Linked DNA regions of Ovis aries: region 1 is linked to region 2. The links are chromatin contacts, called in public Hi-C maps. All regions are on one chromosome and are shown on one strand. The core of a region is the stretch at or near the end of the contact, and the rest is flanking DNA. Distances in the headings are between cores, read along the strand shown. Region 1 overlaps SPECC1 (sperm antigen with calponin homology and coiled-coil domains 1). Region 2 holds the start of TTC19 (tetratricopeptide repeat domain 19).

Region 1 (7,073 bases), core at 2,956-5,455, 100 kb before region 2:
TGCCTGGCAGCTGTCTGTACCTGCCTGGACCATAGATACCCCCAGACCCTGTCTCCCTGGGAAACCAGATTCCATGGGTCAGGGTCTGGAGCTTGAACATCTGTGCTTCTGAAAAGTTTCCCCAGGTGATTCAGAGTTTTAGCTGTGAGTCAGTTCCAGACTCTGGAAGCTGGTCTAAATATCACAATAGTAATAACCATCCATTCCTGCTGTTACTCAGAACCCCACCCTCAGGAAGGCTGAAGAGGGAGGGAACACATGTACACTTGTGTCTGATTCACATTGTTGTATGGTGGAAACTGACACAGCATTGTAAAGCAGCTATCCTCCAGTTAAATAAATTTAAAGAAAAGCCGTTCTTCCACATCACAGCAGCAAAGGATGTTCAGGTTGCTGTGCTGCTTCCAGGCATTCAGCGTGTGAGCGTGAGTGACTGTTGGCTCTCTTCCCATTGCGCTGTGAGTTTATGCAGCCTGTCTCTGAGGCTGAACCCTAACCTCACATCACTTACATTCCTACTCATCCTGTTTCTCTTGGAGGAACCCTCTGCCTCTGGCTCCTGTGCTCTGGGTGCTGAGCTGGGAAGCCTGGCCACAGGGGCAGGTCTCAGAGCCCGTGGCAGGACCTGAGGTTGCCTGGCTCCTGAGCTCAGCTCCCCAGATGCTCAAGACATTTCTGACTCCAGTCTGCCTCTTTCTTTCCAGGCAGCGTGATGAAGCTGGAGGAACAGAAGTCGGACCTGGAGAGGCAGCTGAAGACTCTGACGAAGCAGATAAAGGTGAGACGCGGTCAGAGCCAGAGCATCATTCTACCTGAAGTATCCCCGTTAACTGAGGTGTGGACACCTTTGAGACACACCCTGACGACTCTCTAGCCCTGCTTTGTGTAGTAAACTTGCGGGGCCTGGAACCACAGTGTGGCCAGGAGGGAGGTTCAGGCAGCCTCAATTTCAGGGCTAGGACTCCCGCACCTGCAGGTGCAGCCCCCCGTGCCTTTTCCCAGCACCAAGATCCCAAAGCCCGTCTTTCCTATGGACACCCCTGGGCCCTGGAACCATGGCTGGGGCGTCAGTCTGATGTGGGCGCAAACCTGGCTTTTCCAGGACGAGACGGAAGAGTGGCGGCGCTTCCAGGCTGACCTGCAGACGGCGGTAGTGGTGGCCAATGACATCAAGGTCGAGGCCCAGCAGGAGCTGCGCGCCGTCAAGCGGAGGCTGCTGGAGGAGGAAGAGAAGAACGCCCGGCTGCAGAAGGCGCTGGGGGATGCACAGACCCGCGGCAGGTGGGTCCCGGCCGCTCTCCTCCCCCAGGCTGCGGAGGTGTCTCTGCCCTCACCGAGCCTTCTCCTTCCTTCCAGGTCCTTCTGCTGCTCTGTCCCCACCCATGGCCAGGTTATAACTAGCTCTGTGGCCAGGTTATAACGAATCCTCTGGCGAGGTTATAGCTAACCCATGGCCGATGAATAACTAACCCCATGGCCAAGTTATAACAAGCTCCATGGTAGGAATAGTCCATAGAGCCCCATGACTGCCGTTCCTGGTGATGAGGAAGCTGGTTACCATGAGGACAGAGCTCCAGCCAAGTCCTCTCTGGGGTCTGGAGGAGAGGCTGCTCTTCCATCTCCTTGTTGGTTCAGCACCCCATGTGGGTCATCCTCACTCAGTGGGAGAAGCTGGCCTGCTACGCAGCCTGGCTGGTGGGTGCAGACCCCACCCACTGTCCTGGTGCAGGGTATGTCCTTTTTTTAGCAGCTCCTGTATGCCCTCTGCAGAAGAGCATGAAATAACTCACTTTATTTCAAAGGGTCAGCATGGAGAACACACATCGGGCCAATACGAGATTCCCTTCTTCTTTCGGGGGGGCCGATCAGGGGGAGGACATCGCAGTCCGCATTTTCCCAACAAGCCTGTCCTAACAGCGAGCTTTCAGAGGAAGCTGTTCCCAGAGTGAGCTCAGAGTTGCTTATTGTTTAAAGTTTAAATGGTTTCCGGGCAAGATTGTCACAGTATTTTAGGCTTCAGCTCATGCATTGCTGTCTCTCCCCTGTCAGGAATAGATGTCCTTAACATTGAGGTTCTTGGTTATTAGAAGTTATTTTGAATTTTAAGATGTCTCTCAATATAAAGCACAGTAGAATTTAAAAACCCTTAGTAGATTCTGGATATAGATTTGTACAGCTTGCAATTTATAACTGTTTTCCACCATTGCTGGAGGCTGGATTCCCAGCCTCTGGGTCTGATGTAGTGTCGTGAATTTCATGGCAGTGGAAGGGGTAGATTTCTACTCAGAATTCTGTTTTGATTCTCTTACCAAACTTGCTTTGGTCAGTCTCGTGACCCTTTGTTTATGAAAATCAAGATCATGACTGTGTAGTGAAACCTATACTTTCTGGCCACCAAAGCACATGAATTTTCAGTTCAGGGAGCAGCCAAGTGGGAAAGCAGATTTCGTGTTCCTTGTTGAAATGACTGTGGGTTGTTCTGGTTTACTGTGGTGTCTACTTTTGTTTGCTTGTCCACGTGTCTTGGTTTTCTATTGTGTGTCTTTGGAGGAAGAACCACATCATAACTTGCGTTGCTTCATATATACGTCATCTCACAGATAAACAGTGAAAGACAAGCCCTGAGTGTAAGATGTGGCCCTCAATAAGTTATTGTATAGATCTAAGAAGCAGGTCAGATTATCTGTACAAGCCTGATGTCACAGGACGCCTACATGTAGCTTGACCACATAGGGCCCCCCATTTGCTATACCCAGCATTTTCTAACTTAGGGGCACTTTTTTTAAAAACGCAGTACATTTCTCTTCTGATTTTCCAGTGATTTGCAAACCTACCTCCCAAATACAGCAGTTTAATCCCTTATCACACAATATTTCAAAATTCGAGAACTGACACATTACGGAACCTGTGCCATCAGTGGGTTTCTTGGCCGTCATTGCCTCAGGCCACCCTCCAGACACTTGCCAGAGTGGTCTCTTACCAGGCTCTGGCCACCCTGACCAGCTGCCTCTTCTAAGTGTTGGCCTTGGAGAAGTTACTTGCCGGCGGCCCTGCCTCTCCCTGAACACACCACCTGAGCCAGACCTGGAACCAGCTCCCACCCTCCAAGGTCCCAGATCAGCATAGTGCTTCCATCTTGGCTGCCTGAGTTCTTGACTTTGACAGTCACCTAACAAGAACTCAGAAGTCATCCTTGGCTCAGCCACAGCCGAAGAACGTGCAGAAAATTCTAACGAGGTCCTCCAAGTATTAGTACAACAAGAGAAGGTAAGAGCGTTGTAGGAGAAGCACCTGGATCATGACTCCAGGTGGACCGATTCGCCTTGTCATCAGCTGGCTCTCAAGAGAACACAGGCCAGCAGGCGGGTGGGCGGCAGGCCTGGGTGAGCAGACGAATTAGCGTTTGTTCCCAAGAACTCAGTACCTAAAACAGTGGAGCGTTATTTAGCATACTAATTTTAGATGACTCTAAAACTTAGCTCATTAGCTATCTTCAGCCCTGTGAAGTTTTCAGAGGTATTTTTATTTTGGAGTCAGAATAATTGATGTTAAGATACATGGCACAGTTAGGCTCTGATCTCACCTTTGCAGGTTTTCTCCCCAGACCAAGCGCCTTTGTCTCTTAAATGAGGAGGTAAGAGTAGGTCAGGTTTTAAGGCCCATCCCCCCAGGCTCTGCTGTTTTCTGAGACAAGTTGATGGGCTGAGCTTTCTCTGATGGAGAGTCATGGACTTGCACGCCCATTGAACCATCTTCCTGACAGAAGCCTGGGGTCTCCCTTACATATGGCACCTCCACATGAGGTTATGGACCTCATCTTTCTCTTCCAGAAATCTGAACAAGCCTGTGTAGTTTTTGTGGACCTGAAAGTGGGCAGTTTTGCCAGACACATAAATTATTGGATGAAAGGATCATGAATAACTTTTTCAACTCTGGCTGTTTCTTGTTTTGAACCATTAAGGGAAATACAATGAAATTAAAACTTTCATCGAAATTGAAACAACAGATATTCTTCCTGAAAAGTTGAGTCCTTGGGCCTGGCAATTTTAGAGAACACACATGCAACTCAGCTTACTGCCTCGATGGGCCACACGCAGCCTCTCTAACAAAAGACCCTGTCAGTGAGACGTGCATGACGTGGGTGTCTCAGACCAAAGCAGGGACAGACCTCTCTGTGTGTCTGCTCTTACCGTGAAACTGTTAAAGCCATTGTTTGCAGGGGACTTACTCGATTTCTGCTGTACTTATTGTGTGACACCAGTGAGCAGCCATGGGGAACATCTTAAAGAGCTAAACACGCTGAAATGTCTGTGCACGATTAGCTGTGCCAGCTTCCAAACTAGGACATTTCAGGTGCGCGATGCGCCAGTCTGTGCTTCTGGTTCTTGCATTGCCGCCCCTGAAGCCAGCAGCATGCAGCCTGTCACTGCCAGCCTCCCTGGGGTCAGCTGTTAATTCTGTGTGCGCGCCTGCATTCTGACTTTGGTTGTGTGCCTCTGTGCGCCCTGTGTTGTTTTCACAGATGTAACATGTCACACTGCTTGCTGGGTGTCTGGGGCTGTCACTGGAAGGGAGGTGTGGGGCATTGGAGGTGTAGCTTCCTGGGTCCCTGGGATTGTCGACATGTCCAACCCCCTCCCCATCCCCACCTTGGGGAGAGGCCAGTTCTCAAGAGGATTCCCGCACACTTTCTGAGCAGACCTCACATTCATACCTCCAACTGTTGGGCTGCTGGCATTTTATTTGGCCCTCGGGGCAGAAACTGGTCCTCCAGTATCCCGGCAAGCATCACCCGTTCACTCGCACAGACATGCATTTTCATAGCTTAGCTTCGCAAGTGTGGCATCAGAGAAGCCGCCTGTAGTTCTGCAGAGCTGCGTCTGGCCTGCTGCCTGGCCCCGTCTACAGATTCACTTTGAAAAGTGGGCCAAGGGTGTGTGCCTCCCTGAAGCCTTTAACACTTGTGTGCCGTGCCAAGTCACTCAGTTGTGTCCGACTCTTTGCGACCCCATGAACTATAGCTCACCAAGCTCTTCTCACTGTCCATGGGGTTCTCCAGGCAATAATACTGGAATGGGTTGCCGTTCCCTTCTCCAGCACGTGTGTACACAGCACGTGTGTATCATAAAAGAAGTCCTTTTTCTTTTTTACTCTTAACTGTAGGACAGTAGAGGGACCCACAGGCCATTCTGTCAGGGGCCTGATGTGATTGGTCTCCGTCATCTCTGCCGACACCCTTGTCTGTCAGCAAAGGTCTAGTGGGAGGAGCCTGTTCATGGCATTCTTTCTGTCTGTAAGACCTCTTGACTTCTGCAAGGGATGGGAAAAGTCAAAATCTAGGTGTGCTGATCCTGTCCTGGATCTGAGCTGTGCCCCTGGACACTGCCAGCTATCAGTTCTTGTGTGTAGACTGCAGTCGTGTTACATGGAGTAACCCCTTTACCAGCCTGTGCCTCCTGTTTCTATCTTCCAGCTCCATGGTCTCTGTCAGCTAGCAGAGCAGGTGGAGGAGGAGAGGCCGCCCAGCCCTGCCGCGATGGGGAGCCACAGCCATTTCTGTGTGAGAGGGGGCATGTGTAGGGGAGGAATGCCCTTTTCATAAACAATCAAACGGTCTCCTTAGAACAGCCATTGTCTTGAACAGTCATTGCCAGGAAGTCTCTCTGCCTTTTTTTTTTTTGCATTTTGGAATCAACTCTGCACAAAGATGATCCTTCCCTTTGATTTTCCCCGTTTCTTCTCAGAAGATTCAGCAGTCTTTGAAGCACAAAATGAAATTGTTCTAAAAACAAAAGACAAAAAACACAAAGTACGAGTCTGTCGTGAAAACATTTTTTTAGAGGCAGCCAGGGTGCTGAGTTGGAGAAGGCAATGGCACCCCACTCCAGTACTCTTGCCTGGAAAATCCCATGGATGGAGGAGCCTGGTAGGCTGCAGTCCATGGGGTCGCTAAGAGTCGGACACGACTGAGCGACTTCACTTTCACTTTTCACTTTCATGCATTGGAGAAGGAAATGGCAACCCACTCCAGTATTCTTGCCTAGAGAATCCCAGGGACGGGGGAGCCTGGTGGGCTGCCGTCTATGGGGTCGCACAGAGTCAGACACGACTGAAGCGACTTAGCAGCAGCAGAGTGCTGAGTGAAGTCTGTGGCTTTGCATGTGCAGAGAGAACACAAACCAGGCCACACTCTACCCTTTGGAGTTTATTTTTATGCTTCCTTTTGAATACGGAATCCAATAAGCTTGAAATTAACACTAGTTTAGGTGAAATAGCTGTCCACGTGACGTCTCTGAAGAAGTTAGAAAGCCCTACTTCCCCCATGTCAAGCCTTGATTTCGCCTCTTCAAGCTGAGGTCTGACTTCCTCACCTAGTCCAGAACAAGCCACTGCCACGTGTTGGGCTGACTTCCAAAATCTCTTTGGGGTTCTGTTAGATGTTTGCTTGATCATAAAGGCTGTGGTTGAATCAGACACTTCCACGTGGTGACAGTGCTGATCAGAACTGCATTGAGAACTCACGAGCATTGGCAAAAGCCTCGTGAATAAGCTCACCTTGGAAACTAAAAGACTTTTCCAGTCCAGAATCGTGTAACTCAGAGGGATCCAAGGTTCAAAACGAGACTGTAAACTGTTGGAAGTGCATCCATTTGTGAAGATGTAAGACCAGGTCAGCAGCCTCCGCCAGGCAGAGACCACTGCATCCCTCGTGTGAGGAGCATCTGGACCATCAGCTACCGTATAGGAGACGAGACAAGATAGGACTTCCTGTCTGCTCCACAGAAACTTAGGCAAACTGGTCATCTCAGGAAGACGTTGGAGGGGGGGCGGGTCACTAGAAGACTCAACTTGAGAGGTCACTGTCCTCTCTGTAAGAATAGTTTCGATACCCGCTGGAATTGTCCTTGTGGGATAGGAATTTATATATCTGTAAGTTTACCTCGGACTGAAAGTCCTTACGATGATATAAAATTCACTTGCCTGGTGTTTTCAAATATAAACAAGAAAAACACAACCTCAGCTTCAAATGCGCAGCTGTCTCTGCCCCACATATTTTGATCTTTCTTGGGAGA
Region 2 (7,000 bases), core at 3,590-6,089:
ACACCTAGAGGAGGTGAGAATGTTAGAAGGTCGACCTATGGAACGATAACTAGCTGGGTAACAAGGCAACATCTAACTCAACCTTTATCATCTCACAGAACCTCTGAATTAAGCCAAATTCCTTCCATATTACTATATACAGTGAAACCACTGAGGTTAATTGGAGGGTGTCTGTAAGGTTTCTACAACCTCATTTAATTCAAAGTCCAACACAATTCTAAGAACTTTGCATTTTTATGATAAATAAAGCAACATGACATAATACAGAATGTGAATGATGAAAACTAAAACAAGTCACGGTGATCGTGGGAGGAATAATAAGTCAACGATAACTGAAATATTGCCAACACAGTCTTTGAGATTTTAACTAACAGCAAGATCATGCTTGTGTGGGTCAAGTGTTCTGCTGATGTTGGAACTGAGACAAGAGAATCTGAAACTAAAAGACATGGGAAAACTCAGAAGCCCTTTTTGACAAGGGTATGTTAGCTACACAAAACCCCAAAATAAATACACTAGGAAAGAAAATGGAATTCCTTCCTCAGGTACAAACAACATCGCTTAAGAGTTCTGATTCTTAATCTATGATGTTCACCAACAGAAAATTCTAATAAGCAGCCTCTTCTAAGTAAATACAACACAGAAGTTTTAACTGCAGCATTCAGCACTAATCACCCCAGCTTACTTCAGGCAGAAATGCACGAGGACGTGCCAGCTGGCTGCACCATCCTACTACATGGAAAAGTGAGTTCATGGGCCAAGCCATCCATGTGCCCGAGAGGCTTTGCTCAGTCACTTGCTAAAAATGAATCACCATGGTCTCAACTCTGAGACAGTCATAAGTAAACCAGAACCCCAAAGCTCAAAAGTTCCACCTTTCCTGGTCTTCAACAAGGCCTGGATCTCATACAAGAGCTGATGGCTGCTGCTTCTACCCCTGCCAAACACAAAATTTTGGAGACCACTGCCAACATTTTTATTTCATTCACAAGATCCCCTTCCCTGAATCCCAGCTGGCTTACCATGTCGTGGCTAAACTTGGGGTTTGGGGGGTGGAGAGTCTGGCCCGCTGTTGACATAGACAGGCAGGACCGTCTGCTAGCTATACAACCCTGCTGCCATAGGGGACTGTTAATTTTCTGCATCTCAGTTTTCAGCAAAATATCTTTCCGGGCTTTTGGTAAGAATTAGCAATACATGAAAGTAATTTAGAGTCTGATAGGAGTCCGATTTGTACTTTACAAACCTGCCTACCTTAAGGTCTGCTTGAACTAAGGTCCAAGTAAACTGCCCACATTCAGCACAGTGTGGCCTTCGTGAATGCTTCCAACAGTTCTGACAGATCATTTCTGTTAGATAAACCTTGACATGTGAAAGGACCTTAAAATGCATTTTGGCTTTTGCTTGTAAGCAAGAGACAAGGAACAGGGTGATCCCTGTAGTGTTAAATGACAGAAAGGGGAAGTTGGCTGTGATCAGCAGACCTGGGCAAAGAGCCTCCCTGGATCATTGCTGGTTCCACACGCTGCTCCCAGGTGGGGTTAACAGGCCACATCTATCTGACTGTAACTACTCACACTCTCATTTCACTAAGTTGGGTCAAGTCCTTTCAACTGTCCACCAGCTTTCATACAGATTCATGAAACATTTGTCCTAAGGGGATCTGGTTGAGATTATTCCACCTCTGGGTTTCTACCTGGTAAACACGCCTCCCGCTGGGCGAGGAGATTAAGGTGACAGACTGGCGGTCAACTAGGTCCAAGGCTTGGACGGCTGATGAGCCGAAGACAAATTTCAGCCTGGGAAGGAGAGGAGCCTCAGGTTAGATGATGGACTGAAAGCCACCTCTCCGACTCGACCCGAAGGATTACCATCAGCAGCTTCTGAAAATTTATTTTAATTTGGAAAAAAACATAATACAGCAAAATCCCACATAATCGACCGCCCAGAATAAATGTTAACATGTTGTTTATAAAGAAGACTCTTTATATGTCAGAGGCCTTCCTGTTCTTCCTCAATTTCTTCATTCTCAAGGCAACCACACACATTTCATATTGTTTTTATATTTTACTATACACAGTATATATGTGTATGTGCATACATACACACACAAACATATATACATATGGTGATGTTTTCTAAGTTAAAAACATGAACAGTATATTCTGGGCTTTTTGGCAACTTTTTTTCCCATTCAGTGTGCTTCTGAGAATGATGCACATATATATGTGTGTGTGTGTGTGTGTATGTGTGCATGTATATATATACATAAACATATATTTTAAAATTTAACTTTTGGATAATATTCTAGTGTATGTACCTAGTACATTTTATTTCTTAAATACGCTTAGCCTCTCAGGAAACAGGCCTCCCCAAGCAGTGTATGTGTAAAAGTTGTTGTTCAAGGGTCAAATGTCCTTCTCTTTTCATGTGTTAGTAGTATAAGAGTTACACCTTTTAGAATAATGTTAAAATACAGTGGCACTTAGGACAATAAGGGAGTGCCTTGTACTGTCAAGTACAGTGCTGGTTATTCACTTGAGACAGATTTTTAACAATCACATCAATAAAATATTATTCCTAACTTAGTAAGAATATTTTCTAAAACAAAAAAAGAGTTGATGTTGAAAGAACTGGCCTTTAAAAACACACATTAGTGGTTTATAAAGAACCCCAAATACAAAAGGATATATACTTACGATAACAGATGCTCATCAGGAACTGTAAAACAGGAATGGAAAGTAAGTAAATTGTGTTAAACCAGTGACCAGAGACAAAAACATTTTTAAAAGGATATTATAACCAAAAAGACTTATGTGTAAGATGGTGAACTGAACCTATGCATCAAATTTTACTCAATATTCCACTAAACAATAATACAAGAATTTTCTAAAATGAATAAACTCTCAAGGATGAGGACAGGGAGAAACACAGCTAAGATATGTTCAAAAATTATTTACAAGACCTGAGAAAACTGAAACAAGTTAGCAATAGGAGAGCCAAGCAACAACCTGATTTGCACTTCAGACTCTAATACACTCACTCCCTAAAAAAAAAAAAACCCCTCCAGAAATTGGTGGCACCAGATGGCTCTGGAGTGGGAATGAAGCAGGAGGGCTAAAATAAGACTGTGAAAGTAAGTTTAAGTTGGAAGGTAGTAGAATACTACTTTAAGATGTCTGAGTAAATATTTCCAACATATAATTCAATAACACCTAGCCAAACTATCAATTAAGTCTCAGGACAGGAGAATATGTGCTCTATAAAATAAGACAGTAAACTGAGAAAAAGAAAACTGTACAGTATACAAAACATTAAGGCTCAAAGTAGGTAAAGGGAATTCCCTAGACAGTAATGGTGGGGGAGATCTCAGGAGAGCACCCTGGAAGCTCTAGAAGAAAATGAAATGGACAAAACACCTCAGCATCTTGAGTAGAGGATTCAGAACACTGCTAAGAGTTTGAAGTTGAATTATGGATGTGTGTGTGTTTGTGTTAGCCACTTAGTCATGTTTGACTCTTTTCGACCCTATGGACTGTAGCCCGCCAGGCTCCTGTCCATGGAATTCTCCAGGCAGGACTACTGGAGTGGGTTGCCATTTCTTTCTCTAGGGGATCTTCCTGACCCAGGGATCAAACCTGGGTCTCCTACATTGCTGGCAGATTCCTTACCATCTGAGCTAAAAGGAAGTTATTGAATTAGGGATAAACATATAGAAAAGTAAACAACCAAACAAATGCAATCATGACAGTTTTGAGAGGAAGCAAAAAGTTACAGTAAAGAAGTAGTCATCACTTACTACATGGCTCAGCTGTGACTATATTTTACATCATATAAGTGTAAACTCAGAATACTGATCTAAAGAAAATTATCGTCGAAGGAGGGGGCTCAGGAAGAGTGTATGACTGTCTAAGAACAAAGATTTTTAACTAGAAGAAAATGGCTCTGAAAAACGTGAATCGGTGATAGTAGTCTCTATGAGCCCCAAGCCTCAGGGGCGCCCCCTTCAAGACTCTCACACTGTGCTCTTCACACACAACCCTTTCTGGCAACCACTGTTTGAGCTGTCAACAGACTGGTTTCTCCCCCAAGCTTTTTGGGATTAGAGGATGTTCGAATACCTGGCTCGCCTCATCTTTTAAGCACATGTACTGCTTTAGATTTAACTGAAATGAGAAAAGTTGGCTTCCTCCTCTCAATTCTTTAAAAAACAAGTCAAGGTAAATCCTTTTCAAAGTGCGGTCCTTTGCAAACAAACGCCGCCCAAGTGAACCAGCAAGGTTCACTGAAGCCTAACCGATGTTTTGGATGGTCATTCAGATGGCGGCGGTGGCGCCAGCTCTAACGGGGACGCGCTCTGGCCCCGTGCGCTTGCGGCCAGGGGAGTCTGGTCACAGAGCGTCCTCTGCTGGTCAGAGGAATAAAGGCACAGCCACAGCGTCCAGACCCCTCAAGTCCTGCATCTGGGGCCCTGAAACAGTCACTCGTGCACAGAGGTCAGGAGGGGAACCTTTTGGAACAAACACAGACCGCGGGAAGGAAGGGCTACAGGCGAGTTAAGAGGGCGGAGACCTCCCCAGTGGGCCCGGACCCCCGAACCCCGTCCCGCCGGCGCTGCTTCCCGCGCCCCCGCCCATACTCGGCGCGCCGTCCCGCACAGCCGCCGCCATCTCGCTCAGCAGCTCCTCCACCACAGCTGGTAACGTGAGAGGCCCAGTCGGAGCCGCCATGGCGGTCCCGCGTTCTCCGGGGCAGGGGAGGAAGGCGAGGTGACGTAGACTTGCGTCCCGGCGCATGCGGGCGGTCCGGCCAATCGGCGGGCGTTCGGCGCCAGGGGCGGGACTTCCGGAGCCCGTGGCCGCAGTGCGCAGAGGACGCTCTGGGGGCCATGTACCGGCGTCTGGCTGTGGGCCTGGCCCGAGGTCTGTTGCGGGTGGCGGAACGGCGGGGCCGCTGCTACCCGGTGTGCCTGCTGCCCGGGCCGCCGGGAGTTCGGGCGCCGCCGTGCCGAGGGGCGCCGCGCGGCCGAGGCTCGGGCCTACTGCCGCTGCTGGCAGGTGAGGGGTGCAGGCCGGCGGGCCGGGCGGGCCGGGCTGGTTGGGCTGAGCACGGTGACCTCAGTGCCCCTTCCTGCAGCGCTCGCCTGGTCCTCGAGGCCCGCGGCGGCGGAGCAGGAGCGACGGGGCGCGGGCGGGGCTGCAGCCGGGGACGCCGAAGCCGAGATCATCCAGCTGCTGAAGCGAGCCAAGGTGAGGGGCTGCAGCACGTCCCTCGACTACGGGGACCCGGGTGGACGGAGTCGTGGGGTCCGTGCGTTGGGCGCAGGTGGAGGCGGCGCTGCCGGTTGCGAGGTTGCGAGCGCGGGGAGAAGTGCGCACAGGCTGAGGGGAGCGAGGCGGGCCTCTTCTTCCTGAACGTTTTCCCCTCTTCCCGGGGTGCCGGGTCTCCTCCTTTGCGCTGACCGCCGCCTCATGCCCACCGCGTCCACCCGAGTGCCCGCACACGGCAGGTGCGGCCCGCATGCCAACTCTATTTGAGGCTTCAGCTGACCCAAACGAACCTGTGGTCTTAGGCACCCCTCCGACCCCTTCCCTCAGTACCTCTTCTTTTCTGTAGTCTGCCCCATTCTGAGAACTTGTGTGGTACCTACCTACCACCTCCCATATACCAAGAATCCAGCAACGAATTTTTGTATTTTGCCACCAAATCCAAAATCTCGAACCTGTCGCCTCTTCGGTGTCTCCTCCTGTCGCCCTGGCCACGCTGCCACAGCCTGCAGTCTTGTCTGCCCTGTTGCCCCCTGCCATCCAGGCTTGACAGCAACTGGATCATTTAAATGTAAATCAGCTGGTGTCATTCCGTGCCCACAAGCCTTGATTGACCCGTCACAGCGTTTGTGGTAGAACCCAGACTCCTTGCCCTGGCTGGTGAGACCTATGGTCCCACCCCATTGCCTCCCTACTTGGCAGTAACAGTCACCATCAGTTGACATCTGTTGACTTTCATTGTTTGAGTGGTTCTTGAAAGTCCGTTATCTTCAGTCTGTAGCACCTTCGCTCCTTCCCTGCTGTCTGTTTGGGTCAGTTTCCCCCATAGTTCCTTCCTTAGTTGGCTGTTTTTCTTTTTACCTCAATTTAACTGTCGCTTCCTTGGGCGGCTTCTCTTGACTCCATTTGAAGGAAACCCCTTGTTCCTTTCTCTTGCCTTTCTTCGCCTGTATCATTGGTTGTGATTGAGCCCCACCTGTCCTGCAGGAAGAGTGGAGGAGGATGTAGGGCCAGCAGCTCCGCTATAAGAGCTCGTGAAAAGTGCTCACAATCCTGCTGCCTATGTCAGCCAGTGTGCTATATCTGTGGCCATGCGGAGCTGCAGGGGAGCCCCTCTCCAGTCCCCACTGCAGACACCATGCCTTTGCAGAGCAGGGATTCAATAAGTGTTTGAGGAATGAATGACTAGCTTCCCTCTGTGTACTGGGACACGTAGCCCATACTCGCTTCTGTCTGGCGGTGCATGTCTCTGTTCTTTTCGTGTTTCAGTTTCTTTTATTTTGTTTTCTCTTTTCAGTTATGCATCATGAAAGATGAGCCAGAAGAGGCAGAGCTGATTTTGCATGATGCTCTTCATCTTGCCCACAAGAGTCACAACACGAAGGCCATTGCTTACACTTATGACTTGGTAACTCCTCTGACCAGTCTGAGCCGCCGCCAGTGGTGCAGGAGAAGGGCTGTTAGTGTTCCTGATTAGTATTCCTGACCTGCAGGATGTCTCTCTGGGTTTTGTTTTTACTAAGTTTTCTTTAGCTTTCCATTTTTATTACCCTTGAACTGTCACCTGTAAGAAACCTCAACCCCAGACCGAAAAGAAACAGTTAACATTAATATTTGTGTTCTCAGTGAAGAGTGGATCTAGAATTGTTATCATCAAAGTCTATGCACGTACTCTCACCCCATTGCTGAACTTTGCTTCTAGCAGATTAGCAACAGTTTCTGGACTGTTTTTT

What was found. A called contact is a pair of places that touch in the nucleus more often than the background predicts.
Region 1: a contact with region 2 is called in a Hi-C map of hypothalamus, with 4 times the contacts expected there. The contact joins the enhancer-like site here to the promoter of TTC19 in region 2. A contact is called at or near these places in 14 of 16 Hi-C or Micro-C datasets (blood, hypothalamus, liver and 7 more).

What each region holds. Positions count from the first base shown.
Region 1 is chr11:33,338,008-33,345,080 of ARS-UI_Ramb_v3.0, reverse strand. It overlaps SPECC1 (sperm antigen with calponin homology and coiled-coil domains 1), which reads left to right. Exons shown (of 15, transcript XM_042256705.2): 6 at 705-778; 7 at 1,103-1,281. Among named protein-coding and RNA genes, the nearest start is that of ADORA2B, 72 kb to the right of the region's middle. Within about 2 kb of position 4,205, at least 7 of the 54 cell types and tissues checked have an H3K27ac peak or open chromatin away from gene starts, as enhancers often do. A contact at or near this core is called in hypothalamus, where this site is marked.
Region 2 is chr11:33,236,265-33,243,264 of ARS-UI_Ramb_v3.0, reverse strand. TTC19 (tetratricopeptide repeat domain 19) reads left to right here and starts at 4,839. Exons shown (of 9, transcript XM_060395474.1): 1 at 4,839-5,057; 2 at 5,137-5,249; 3 at 6,565-6,675. The coding sequence starts at 4,889. ZSWIM7 (zinc finger SWIM-type containing 7) reads right to left here and starts at 4,757. Exons shown (of 5, transcript XM_042256702.1): 1 at 4,640-4,757; 2 at 2,700-2,721; 3 at 1,697-1,799. The coding sequence starts at 4,730.